Regions from separate parts of the Mus musculus genome. Here region 2 is linked to region 1. The links are chromatin contacts, called in public Hi-C maps. All regions are on one chromosome and are shown on one strand. Each heading gives the region's core, a stretch centred on a gene start, on an enhancer-like site or on the middle of the called end of the contact. The rest is flanking DNA. Distances are from core to core; before and after follow the strand shown. Region 1 has its middle 21 kb from the start of Gm29483. Region 2 overlaps Kif1a (kinesin family member 1A).

Region 1 (6,236 bases), core at 1,429-3,928:
GAGCATAGTGGGTAGAGGTCAGAGACCAACAATGAATGTACTTGTCAATTGCTCTCCACCTTTTATTTTTTCTAAAGCCAGAACTTTGTTTTTTTTTTTTTTTTTTAAACCCAGAACTCACTGATTCAACAAGACTGGCTGGCTAGCATGTCTCAGGGATTCCATCTCCACCTCCCCAGTGCTGAGATTACAGGCATACACCACCATGCCTGGCTTTTTACAGATCCAAACTGGACCAGGACACCCAGATCCTCATGGTTGTGGGACAAGCCCTTTACCAATGAGCCAGCTCCCCCTGACCCCCAGCCCCCTTTGCCCCATTTTTAATGGTAATTTTTAACTTTGATAGATTCCTATTCATCTGTATGTTCCTTCGCTTGTGCCTTTTTATCTTTATATAAGAAGTTTACATTTCTATTGACTTGTAAACCCAAAGCCACCAAGGAGTGCTCCCATATCTTCTCAGACTATTAAATAGTCTTAGTTTGCCTGTTGAGCCTGGGATCTGCCTAAGTCATGTTCAGCGAAGGAACCCAGCCTCATTCTTTTGTATCCATTTCCAACCCTTGTTGAAACAACTGTATCTTTTAAAAGAGGGTTTTGTGTGTTTCTCAGATTCCAAAAGTAGCACACATCTTTGAATTGAAAATGTGCATTTTACAACACAAAGAAGACCACAGCACTCCCTCTCAGCAGGGGTCGTTTGTAATGACCAGCTCTGAACCTAAATCAACTCATTCCTTGTGCTGCTCTGCTAGTTTTGGAAACAGGATGCCTATCTATGGCCTTAAAAAAAGTAACTCCTTAAGTTCTGCCTATATGTTCCTGGGCATGGGGTCACCCCTTGGAGCATGGGAAAAACAGGGTTCACCTCCTCATCCCTGAGCACCTGTCAACTGCCACTAGTCCCCCCAGTCAGAGCTGGGGCTGGGAGACGATCTGAGTTCACTGACTTGATCTTGCGCTGGTAAGCCTAATTCTATGAGTCTAAAATATGAACGAAGAAGGGTGCTCCAGACCACATGGGTCATCAAATGAAAATTGTAATGCCAGTGTGTGTGTGTGTGTGTGTGTGTGTGTGTGTGTGTGTGTATACATGTGTACATGTAGTACCCATGGAGGCCAGAAGAGGTCATCAGAATATCAGAAGCTGGAGTTGTGAGTCGCCCAGCATGGATCCTGGGAATTGAAGCTCTGTAAAAGCAGCGCACATTCTTAACTGATGAGCCATCTCTCTAGCCTCTGTGTTCTTTTAAATATGATTTCTTCTAAGTTTCCTGTATGTTATATCTGACCCTTGCAGGGGTGGGGGAAGAGGGGAGGCACCATGCTTTGTGACCCAACTGGGCCCCTGCGCCACACAGGGCTTGGTGCTGAGGAAGCTATTTATCCACTAACACAGTGTTAGGGCATGCCATAAGACCGCTGAGCACCCAGAACTTCTCTGAACCAAGGTTTGAGGAACGATAAAATGGAGAAGTTGGACTAAATGACCGCCAAGTTTGCTCTTGAGCCAGGACCCAATTTAAATACCTCTGAGAAGCACTGAGCCCCTAATCTAAGCAGCCTTTCTTCGCCATTCCAGTTGTCTCTGGCAAATGTCCCTCTAAATAGCTGTTTCCACAAGAAAATAAACTCTGCTGGTGGTACAAACACATCTGCTGCCCTCATGGGGCTCAGCGCTGGGGCTGCGTTCTCCTGGGACACGCGGTGACATGCAGCTGTTGGAGGGGAAAGACATTTCCCAGCAGCTGGATCACGGGGAAGTATGAGACAGGCAGCAGAGCTGCAGCTTGTGGTGGTCACGAAACACATGGATAGGGCCCACTCCGCTGCCCTGAGGGAAGCTCGTGTGGTCATACGCATGCATGCTGTGTCTGCAGAGCTCATATGGCTACTTGCATGCCTGCCGTGGTGTCCTGGTCCCTCTGCTCACCTGACATGCTCCTCCAGCAAAGCTAGGTGTGGAGAAGGCAGATTCTCAAGACCCTAAGGAGAAGGTGGAACTTAGCTTGGTGAGATAAAGGACCAAGCCCCACATAGATGCTGTGGCTAGATATCCCAATGATTCCAGCCACCTCAATACACACACAGGCACATAGGCAAGCACATACGTACTCAGGCCAATGGGGAAGAGAGAGACTCTTTTCATTGTTTTCTTTTTGAATCTTACTATATTGCCCAAGCTGGTCCCAAATTCCCAAGCTGGTCCCAAATTCCTGGGCTCAAGTATTCTTACCTCAGCCTCCCAAAGAGCTGTGATGAGAGGCACGTGTCCCAGGCCTGTTCCAAGATCCACTTTTTTTTTTTTAACCTATTCTGCATCCTGTCAACAGTCCTGTCTCCCCACTCCCAGCCCCCATCTGCACCTCATTGAATGTCCTCTTGGCCCCAGGCCAGCAGACAGCAGCTCCCAGGAACGGATCAACTCATGTATACACAGAAACACCCAGACCTCTGTGACCCCTCTGGAGGCAAGCTTGTCCTCTCCCCAGGGTCTGTGTTCAGAAGTCAACACCGAAAGCATGACGTCATCAGGCCCCCATGCTCAGACCTGACCACTTACTTTTCTTGCTACCCAGTACCAGCTTCGACTGGTTCGTTCAGTCGAAGCTGGTACCCTGACCTCTGCCTCGCAGGCTTCTCCAGCCCATTTACAAACGTGCCAACTTGGCTCGAGGGCAATTCAGATCCGGTGTTGACGTGGCATCCTAAATGGGCTCAAAGTGCTGGCCCATGCTGGTCTGAAGTCCTTCTACCAAGAAGCATCAGGTCCTGTCGATCTGCTCAGACCTCCCCTGGACTGCACACCTTAGGGTCGTCACCCATGTCTCCCTCAGGGCCAGAGAGGTTAGTGTTCAGGAGCCTGGCTCCTGATCAGCTTACTGCTCTCTCTGCCCCCTCTCCAGACATGGACTTCTTGGTTTGAGGTCAAGGTCCTTTCCCTCCTGTTCTCTTCCCCTGGAGGGCCCTTCCCTCAGAGAGACTCATCATATAAGGCTTTAGCATCACTCCACAGGGACTTTCTCTGACCCCTGCCTCAGGATTGTGTCTGCAGACAGAGCAGACACAAAGGTCTCAGTGCACCTACCGGGAGGATCAAGTATCAGCGTGTTGGGTTAGAGCAGTGGTTCTCAACCTGTGAGTCATGACCCCTTGGTGGGGGTGGGGGTGGGGCGGGTCAAACAACCCTTCAACAGGGGTCACCCAAGACCATCGGAAAATATTTACGATATTTACTTTTTATGATTCATAATAGTAGCAAAATTACAGTTTTGAAAAAGCAACAGAAATAATTTCATGGTTGGGGGGTCACCACAACACGAGGAACTATATTAAATAAGGGTCACAGTATTAGGAAGAATCATTGGGCTAGAGAGGCAGCTATAAGATGCCAAGGTGGGCTAGTTCCACTCTAAGGTTTCAGACACATGTCACTTTGACCCATGTCCAGAGTCCAAAGCTTGTCCCATGGCCCTGCCTGAACAAAAGGTAGAGAATGCAGAATAGCTGACATGGTAATGTCACCTCTCCTTGCCCTGATGCCCTTCCTGCTGTGTCCCCATCCCCCCAGAAGCCTGTGTACAGCACTGGAGGAACACCAGCAACTAGGGATCAGTCCTGATTGCTCAGAGCCAGCAGGGACTGAGGCTGCATACAGCTGGCTACCTTCCTTCTCTCTCTGCTTGTCTCTGCCAGGCCTCCGTTTGCCCAGTCTGGCCTGTGCCCAGCTGAGGAGCACGTTCCAGCAGAGACAGTCCCACATCCACCCAGGGGCAGCCCCTTCTTCACCTGAATTTGCTACAACCTACAATCCAGTGGCCCAAGAGAAGTTCCTCCCTGTCAGAAGAGCTATGAACATTTCTTCCTGAGGCAGAGAACCAGACAGTACGTGCCAAGAGGAGCAGCATTGTTGGGGGTCCCTGAAGGCTGCTTAGAGGCTGGACTTCAATACTAGGTTGGGTAATACACAGGTATGGCTCACCCAACCACCCACTCAGACCAGAGTAGGGGGCTTCCTCCTCCTAGAACCTGCCTCTTACTATGGTTTGTGAGGAACATGCCCACTTACTCCATGGAGACTGAAGTCCCCTAGTATTCCTGGTGTTCAACTCATCTAGGTGAACTCATTTTTGGTGTGCAGGGAGGCTGGGATAACAAGCTTCTAGAACCTTTAAGCCATCCCTGTGTGTTTTTGATTTCTCATTGCTTTCTACAAGGGCAGATATGTGTTTGCAGAGTCTAAGGGAAGTCTTCTTGAGCTTGTGGGAAAAGATTCCAACCTGGCAGGTGCTATTTTGGAGAGGATAAAAGAGGAAGGGGCCAGGACTCTCTGGAAGCCTCCAGAAGCCAAGACCAACAAGCAGGGGAAGGCAGAGGAAAAACCCACCAAGATGACTACCCTGAGTGCCAAGACCTGTCCTGAGCAGCCCTGTCCCTCTGCACCAATGGTGTCCCAGTGTTTCTTGGGAAGCTAAGTGAGGCTTAATGTCACAAAAAGGGTCTGCTGTGCAGTACACAGTCTTTCTGGGACAACTCTTCCTGGAGCATGCCTGTTAGCCCCAGCTGCTTCCCCTTCTGTCTGTCCCTTCATGGGGTGGAGATGCTAATTTTTGGCACATGTCCCAGGTATGCCCTCTTAGTCTTAAGAAGCTGACGATCACCCAAGGTCCCCACAGGACAGCCCAACAGCCCTGCCTGAGTCTGTGGAACAAGGTCAAATCAACACAAGCAGCCCCTTCCATCACCCACCTCGTTTCCCCAAGAATGAGCCCATAGCTATAAGGAAGAGATGCATAGGCTCCAGGTCCCAAGGCCAGGGCTTAGCCCATCCTCTCCTTGGGGCTCCCCTCACCCCAGAATGGGCCTCCCGGGGTCCCCTCCTTAGCTAGATGATTCCAACTGTAAATGCTCCCTGCAGGAGGTAGAGGCTCCCAGAGACCAAGCACCTAGCCACATCTCCAGTGGAGTACGCCCCTGAACTTACTGGGAAAAGATGGCCTCCCATGTCTTTCCTCTTGAGGTCTCCTTCTCACCACATGTCAGTGCCCAAGATAACATCTACAGGAAAGGGTGTGGCATGCCCATCAGTGGTCACCACCCATCCCAGGTACCCTCGGGACAACCTGGCTCAGCCATCACAGCCCATAGCCCCACCTATTCTCCCAAGGGCCTAACCAGGGTGTGCAGGGCTAGATCTGGTTCTGTTTTCTCATCATAGCTGCATGGTAAGGACACTGTTCCTCTGCCCAAATCTCCAGGCTGGGGAGATAACTAAACCACAGCCTTGAGGGGACAGCTTGGCCTGAGTCTGTGATTCAGGTTAGACCTTCATTTTCTGTCTCTAGTGTCTCTCCCCATCTCAAGGCCCAGTGACTTCAAAGCCCACCCTACCGCTCTATTCCACCCCAAGAGAAATAAGGCTTGAGGATGGGGGTGTAATCCCGGGATATCCAGCCTTCTGTATAACCCCGGGAGAGCCAGCCTTCTGCTTCCTGCAGGCGAGGTGCTACGCTCTCGTGTTGGATGGTGGAGGAAGCTGGCAAGGCCTGGGCTGTGTTCCCACTAAGCTATGATTCACCATTCCTGGTGGGCAAGCCCCCGCCTCCAGGCTTACTGCTCCAGCTTCTCCCTAAGTCACAACCCAGTCCCTGTGGGAGGACACATGGTGACCAGGCCTGCGAAGCACTGTGGTTCCTCCATGACTCTTTAACTGTGAAACATTATGATTCACCCAGGATTTGGTATACTGTAAAATACTGTTATTCATTCAGGGCTTTGTACATTGTGAAGCGCTGAGTGACTGTGTTCAGCCATTCATTCATAACAGGCTGAGACAAACTGGGGAGCAGGGACCAGGATCATGGGGTCACAGCCATCCTGTGGACAGACAAGCCTTCCAGCACCACCTACATGAAAGCCAGTGGGAACACACCTGCTGCCAGAGGATGGAGTCCCTATAGCACAGGAGAGAGCCACCAGGTTCTCCCTGACCCCCTACAGAGGAGGGGTGCTGGCTGGGACTGAGGGTCTGAAGTGAACTAGAGTTCACTAGAGTTCACCATGGGCTGGCTAGCGATTGTCCCTGGACGACAGGGCACCAGCACTTTCTACATTATTGGTGGTAGAGCCCCTACCATATCTCCAGCTATCGCAATTATTTTAATTAAGAAGATAAGCAGCGGCTTGTGAAATATTTAATTATAGTTATCAGATGACAATACTCAGATGAGTCA
Region 2 (6,000 bases), core at 433-2,932, 320 kb after region 1:
GTGTTCTTTAAGCCTCTGTTGAGAGAATTTACCCTGCCCAAGAGTGTGTGAGCTGGAGGTAGTGCAGGGGGCTGGGGAGGTAACAGAGGAACTGCTACCTTTGTGGGACCCACCAAACGTGCAGGTTGTTATGTGGGACCCATGATGAATTACCATCAACCATAAGGCAGAAGAGCAGAATTAGAGAAGCTAAGGTGGACTACGTAGGAGAGCCCAGGTCACAGACAATGGAAAGAAAGGCCCTTAGAGGCCACAGTGGAAGCTCACACCATGTGGAGTACAGGATCCACTTTGGATCACTGGGCATCGAGTACTTGGGGAAGCCTGCACCTCTTCCACACAGCCTTCCACTCCTCATAGGCTGACATTTAACCAATTTGGAGATGGGGGCCCCAGCATCCCTGGGTCAAACTTTAAGCCCCATTGTGAGGCATCCACAGGATGGAAAGACAGTATCTAGAGATGTGGCTACCAGAAGAATTAAGTAAGGTTGGCAGGGGTTCTCCATGACTGAACTCATGGCTTCAGAAGAAGACAGTGCACACACATGCATCTCCTGCTTCTTGTGGCAGGAGGTCTTTGTTCAACAAGAGGCCTTCTCCAGATGCAAGTCTCCCAACCTGTAGGGGACCATAGCATCTAGTCACAAGGTAGTGGCTCCAAAGAGTTTAAAACCCTACACCACTCAGGAACTTGTTAATATGTGGATTCTTGAGCTTCACCCCAGACTGCTGCATTAGAAATTCTAAGTGGTGTCCCCCTGTGAGCAGAGAATTTCAGTTGACTTTGGCTTTGGCTATGGTTCCACTGCCCATTATCCCCAAATACAGCTTAGTAAGCAGGCCTAGCACAGGGAAAGTCCCTCCATCACAAACTGCTCTCGCTACTGCCCTTCTGGTGTTAACTGAATCCCTGTCTACTGTGTGCACTCCCTTGGTGTCCCCACAGACATGGCATCCCTTGCCCCACCCCCCCCATGGAAGGGATGTGAAATGGCTAGTCTGCACCATGCAGAAGGTGGGGCAGGTCCCATAGGATCCTCAGAAGAGTGGCCAACAAGGCTCCTTCTATAACCAGAGCCCAAGGATGTAACAGTCTGGGCCTTCAGGCAAGATCCTGCTTCCAACTGGCTCACTTGACCTGGAGGGACATCAGGAGACTTACTGGGTGGTTCTCATCTTTCCCCAGGGGACACAACTGCCCTTGCAGGCCTACAGACAGGACAGCCAAACTCCTGTGGTACAGCAATTATAGTGCTCAGGCAGAGGACGACCCATGAGAGGAACACTGCAGATTCACTGTGTAAGTGTTGCCCACAGAGAGGACAGTGGGTGTGTGGAGCACTTCCTCCATCTGCCTCCACTATCATCACAACCACACTGCAGGGACCTAGGCAAGTGATCCCATGCCACCACATGCTTGTAAATTAGGAACACACAGTTTTCCCAGTCTGTCCAGAACTGGATCAGCAATGGGAGCCCAGCTTCAGGTCTAGCTGCTGATACTTCCAAAGGTAGATACACTTCTTGCCCGGCCTCCAGAGGGCGCTGAGAACACCAAGCTCCACAGAGCGCCAGGTCCTACTGTCTGTGATATTGTGAAAGGAAGAGTACACTGTCCCCTAGTCACCTATGACAGACAAGGGATAAAGCCAGGGAGAGAGGTTTCTCACCACAATTGCTTCTCGTTACACAATTTGTAACGGTCACGAGACAGTCAAAAGACCATGAGCTTGCACATGTACTGCTACGAGTATAGCTGCCCAGCGTATCTATTCGACCTACTACTGACGTCTCTTGGTATTGATCATTGTGGCTAAAGATTACTGTTTCAAAATACCTGGTGTGATTTAAAAAAAAAAAAAAACTTTAAAAAACTTCCTCTTGCCTCACACTCTCTAAATACGCCTGTGGGTTACTCTGACACGTGAGTTCCCATACACATTTGTAAATAAATGTTTTCACTCTTTGGCAAAGCTCTCTGCCTGCTGCTGCTGATTATCAAAGTATATTTAAATTGCCCCAATATCTCTGACCCTTAAATCTTAAAGGTATGCCAGCCACAGAGGGCAAACAAAGTAGGTCTCATTGTAAGTGGATTTTCTGAGGCTCTAAATATAAAACTCAAGACCTAAGACTGTGGCCAGAAACCCAGGTGTGCCCTGGTAAGTTTGTTTCTAGAGAGGGAGACTGAGGTCCTCCAAGGAAGCTATCTCACACACTGACTCCCAGTGTGTCATTAGTCCCCAGATTACAATAGGGCAGCTCCTTCCCTCCCGAGGCTTGACTGTTGGCAAACTGAGAGCAGGAGAATGACCTTGAGTCTGACCTTAGAGATTCCGTGCTAAAGGTCTGGTTATGACACAATACACAGTCAAGCACAGATCCCACCTGTAGTGGCTATTCCTGGTTGTCAACTTGACTATATCTGGAATGAACTACAATCCAGGATTGGAGGCTTACCAGTGATCTTAATCTGGAGGCTGGGTGATACAAGTTTCTGACCTGGATCTTGGCATGGAGATCTTGAGGCATAGTGGCTATGAATTCCAGAAGATTAAGACAGGGAGACCACTGAATTCAAGGTCATCTGGAATTAAAGGCGTGGTAGCACACACCTTTAATCTGGGCTACACCTTCTGCTGGAGACCTACATAAGGACATTGGAAGAATCTTTCTTTTCCTTATTTGTTTGTTTGTTTTTTGTTTGTCAAGACAGGGTTTCTCTGCATAGCCTTGGTTGTCCTGAAACTCACTCTGTAGACCAGGCTGGCCTTGAAGTCAGAAATCCGTCTGCCTCTGCCTCCCAAGTGCTGGGATTAAAGGCATGCACCACCACTGCCTGGAATAAGGACATTGGAAGAAGGAAGATTTACACTCTTTCTCTCCTTCTGCCTGCTTGCCTTGTGGGACTGAGCAACTGCTAGATCCTTGGACTTCCATTCACAGCTGCTGCTGACCACTGTTGGGAGTTAGACTGCAGATTGTAAGTCATCAACAAATTCCTTTACTATATAGAGACTACCCATAAGTTCTGTGGCTCTAGAGAACCCATAGTTCCAGCTCTGATGGCTCAAGCCAGATGGTGGCCACATGCAGCTGGACCTTCCCCTAGCACAATAACTGAGCTGCTGCCACCAAAACACCCTGTGGAGGCTGGACCAGGAATCTTAGCAAGCTGTACTCCCAACCCTCCCTGTGGGCTGGGTCCTGATCATCCTGGCCTACTTTCTTCACTCTTCAAGGTCACCATGGCTACTTTGAGGGCTCTATCCTTTGGGGAACCATGAAGCTGAAGCCTGAAGTCTAACCTGGAGACATACTCCCTAAAGGGAAGATCCAAGATAAGCAGGAGAGGAGAGCATCCTAGAGAAGGAAGTGCTGTTGAGCATGAAGCCTGCCAAGGATGTGGGCTGAGAAGTTGGGATGGCAAACAGGCTACAAGGGGTTGCAGACAGCTGCATCCTGAGTCACAGACAATGGGAATGTACGGGAACCCAGAAAAACAGAGTGGGAGTCTACTCAAGATCCATCTGGAAAGTGCTGGATCCCCAGCCCAGCAGAGGCAGCCAGAGCTGATAATGTCTCATGCCCCTGGAAGATAGCCTTTACTCCACGACGTGATCCACATCTGCAGGCCCAGTCTTGATAGTCACTACCCTTGGAGAAGGAAGTATCTGGCCAGACCTACCTTTAGGGAAATTCTGGTCAGTTGCTTAATCTGACCATGAGAGCAATCAAGCCCTTGCCCCCTGGCTCTCCTCTTGTATTCGTAGGACCCCTTTTTACTCCCAGTATGGTTGAACTCCTCCACCCTGGTGCTATCTCTCCACTGGGCCTACCCCTTAACAAGGAGGTTCAGGAGCTGGATCCTGACGTGCCAAGCTCTTTGCTACCCAGCCCCTGGACCTCAAGGCAAGGACAGAGCCTGCTCAGTCAGCAGCTTCAGTGGGGGCAGGGTAAATGAGTATCCAATAGGCTTTGGGTCTCTGGACCCACAATTCCTAATGTCAAGCCAGATGCAGCTCACAGGACTCAGGGATTCCTGAAAGAGTGAATGCTATCGGCTCACAATGTATCAGGGGATGTAGACGGGGAAATAGCTTTCCATGAGACCCTTCACCTGGCCCTCTCCAGGAAGCTAGAGAACCCTCAAAGCACTAGGAAAATGAGTTCCAAAACCTGGCAAGTAAGAGAGCAAGGATCCAGCAGCTTGTCTACTACCTACGGATACTCCAGAAGGACCTGTTACCCTTACGCCCATTCAGGTAAACCCTGTAAGTCAGGGAGGCAAAATGTGAGGCCATTGGAAGGAGCACAGGGTGGGTGGAATGTCAGATCGAATGTCCAATAAAAATGTGGGTAAGCAACAAACGCCCACACTAACACTCCACGCCTCTCATGGAGGCCCCATATGTGATCCCCAGTGGTGGACCCTAGCTGTGGTTCCTCGGCTGTTAGGATAAAAACCGTGAATCTTCACGAGCTCTGCAGTTTGACACAAATGCCACTGTCCGTGACAATAACGGGAGACTCTGTGTTGGGTCTGAGCTGAGAGCCTTGCATGAATCAGTGGATTCACCCCAGCCTGCAGCCACCACTGCTCCCCATCCTCAGCGGCGAGCTGATTCCCAGAAAGTTTTGGCAGTTGTCAACCTTTAGATAGCAAATGACTCTGCCAGGCTGCCTCTAGCTCAGCTGTGCGGTCCCAGGATCACATGGGATAAGGTTTCTCCCCTCCATGACAGTGGTGGTTGTACCGGCCACCACAGTGGCTCCCTCTCCCGTGGATCAGTCTAAGGACTGGTTAATTCCCTTCTTTGCTTCCTTCCTTTCTTGCCTGCCTCTGCCTCCCTCCTTCCCTCTCTCCTTTCCTTCCTTCCCTCTCTCCCTTCCTTCCTTCCCTCCCAAGAGGCCAAGCCCCAGGCCTGTTCCTATCAAATTTATTTTTAGAATGGGGGGGGGGGACAGTTACAGGAAGGTCAAACCCAGGTGCTTAAGCAAGAGTTTGTGACCTGTGGGCTGAGGAAGAAATCCCAAAGTAGACGAGATTCCTTCCTTTGCACTATGCCAATGTCTCCTTGCTTATCCAGAAGCTCACTGGGGGCACTAGATGTTTACAGCCGGGGCTTTCTGACCCAGTCAAGACCTCTCAAACACACAGAAGCCACCAGCAGATGCAAGCTCAATTCTATATGGGGTTGAGCATAGATTATTTGCCTCCAGAGCCAGCCCACAGGCCACCTCTTCCAGTGAGCTCATCTTGGTAGGGAGAGAGCATCAGGAATGCATAGGCTTGGCACGACTGTGTCCCTTGCTTGAGTTTGGCCACCACTTCAGTTGTCTCATGATGAGGTTTCTGCCTCACTTAGCCTCAGGTTCCCCAGGGAGGGTCCATTCAGCGTGTAGAAAAGATCTGCTTAGTAACTCAGATGTTTCCCACCCCCATGACCCAGAGAATATGCCTGAGAGGGCCACAGCTCTGCCCACAGGGTCTCCTCCTCGGGCCCTCACTCCCAGGTATCCAGGCAAGATAGCAAATGAATGTTATCTGCACTGACCATTACAACTGTGAACAGACAAGGACACAGCCTGAAGTCCGGGCTGTGCCCACTCTCTCTAGAGCTCTATCTAGGTGGTGCAACTTAAACTTTGAAGCACTCAGGACTTTAAGAAAGCTGACCCATGAGACAGATGACCTTCATGAAGCTCTGGTCACCATCCTGCAACTGTCCAGAGGTGATGCCTTGGCTTCCCATTCAGAGCAGCCCCTAAGTTCTTCCTGGACCCACTATGAACTCAAGACTTGGAGGTTGTCCTTCTCCAGTGGTCACTGAGCCCCAATCATAGGTTAGTGTGTGTGGGGACTTCCTCAAGCCGGGTGCAAGGAAGCTACAGCAATCTCCCCTACCAGGACCCAGCACTGAGAGCAAGTCTGAAATGGATACAGGCCATGTTCAAAAGCCTGCTAGTCTTCTCATAGAGTTACTGCCTGCCACTT

The links. Hi-C and Micro-C count contacts between places; a contact is called where the count stands out from the background.
Region 2: a contact with region 1 is called in a Hi-C map of liver, with 1.7 times the contacts expected there. The contact joins two enhancer-like sites. A contact is called at or near these places in 2 of 484 Hi-C or Micro-C datasets (embryonic stem cells and liver).

What each region holds. Positions count from the first base shown.
Region 1 is chr1:92,706,968-92,713,203 of GRCm38.p6, forward strand. No RefSeq gene overlaps it. Among named protein-coding and RNA genes, the nearest start is that of Gm29483, 21 kb to the right of the region's middle. Within about 2 kb of position 2,679, at least 15 of the 459 cell types and tissues checked have an H3K27ac peak or open chromatin away from gene starts, as enhancers often do. A contact at or near this core is called in liver, where this site is marked.
Region 2 is chr1:93,027,934-93,033,933 of GRCm38.p6, forward strand. The region is part of intron 37 of Kif1a (kinesin family member 1A); the gene reads right to left. Among named protein-coding and RNA genes, the nearest start is that of Aqp12, 25 kb to the left of the region's middle. Within about 2 kb of position 1,683, at least 11 of the 459 cell types and tissues checked have an H3K27ac peak or open chromatin away from gene starts, as enhancers often do. A contact at or near this core is called in liver, where this site is marked.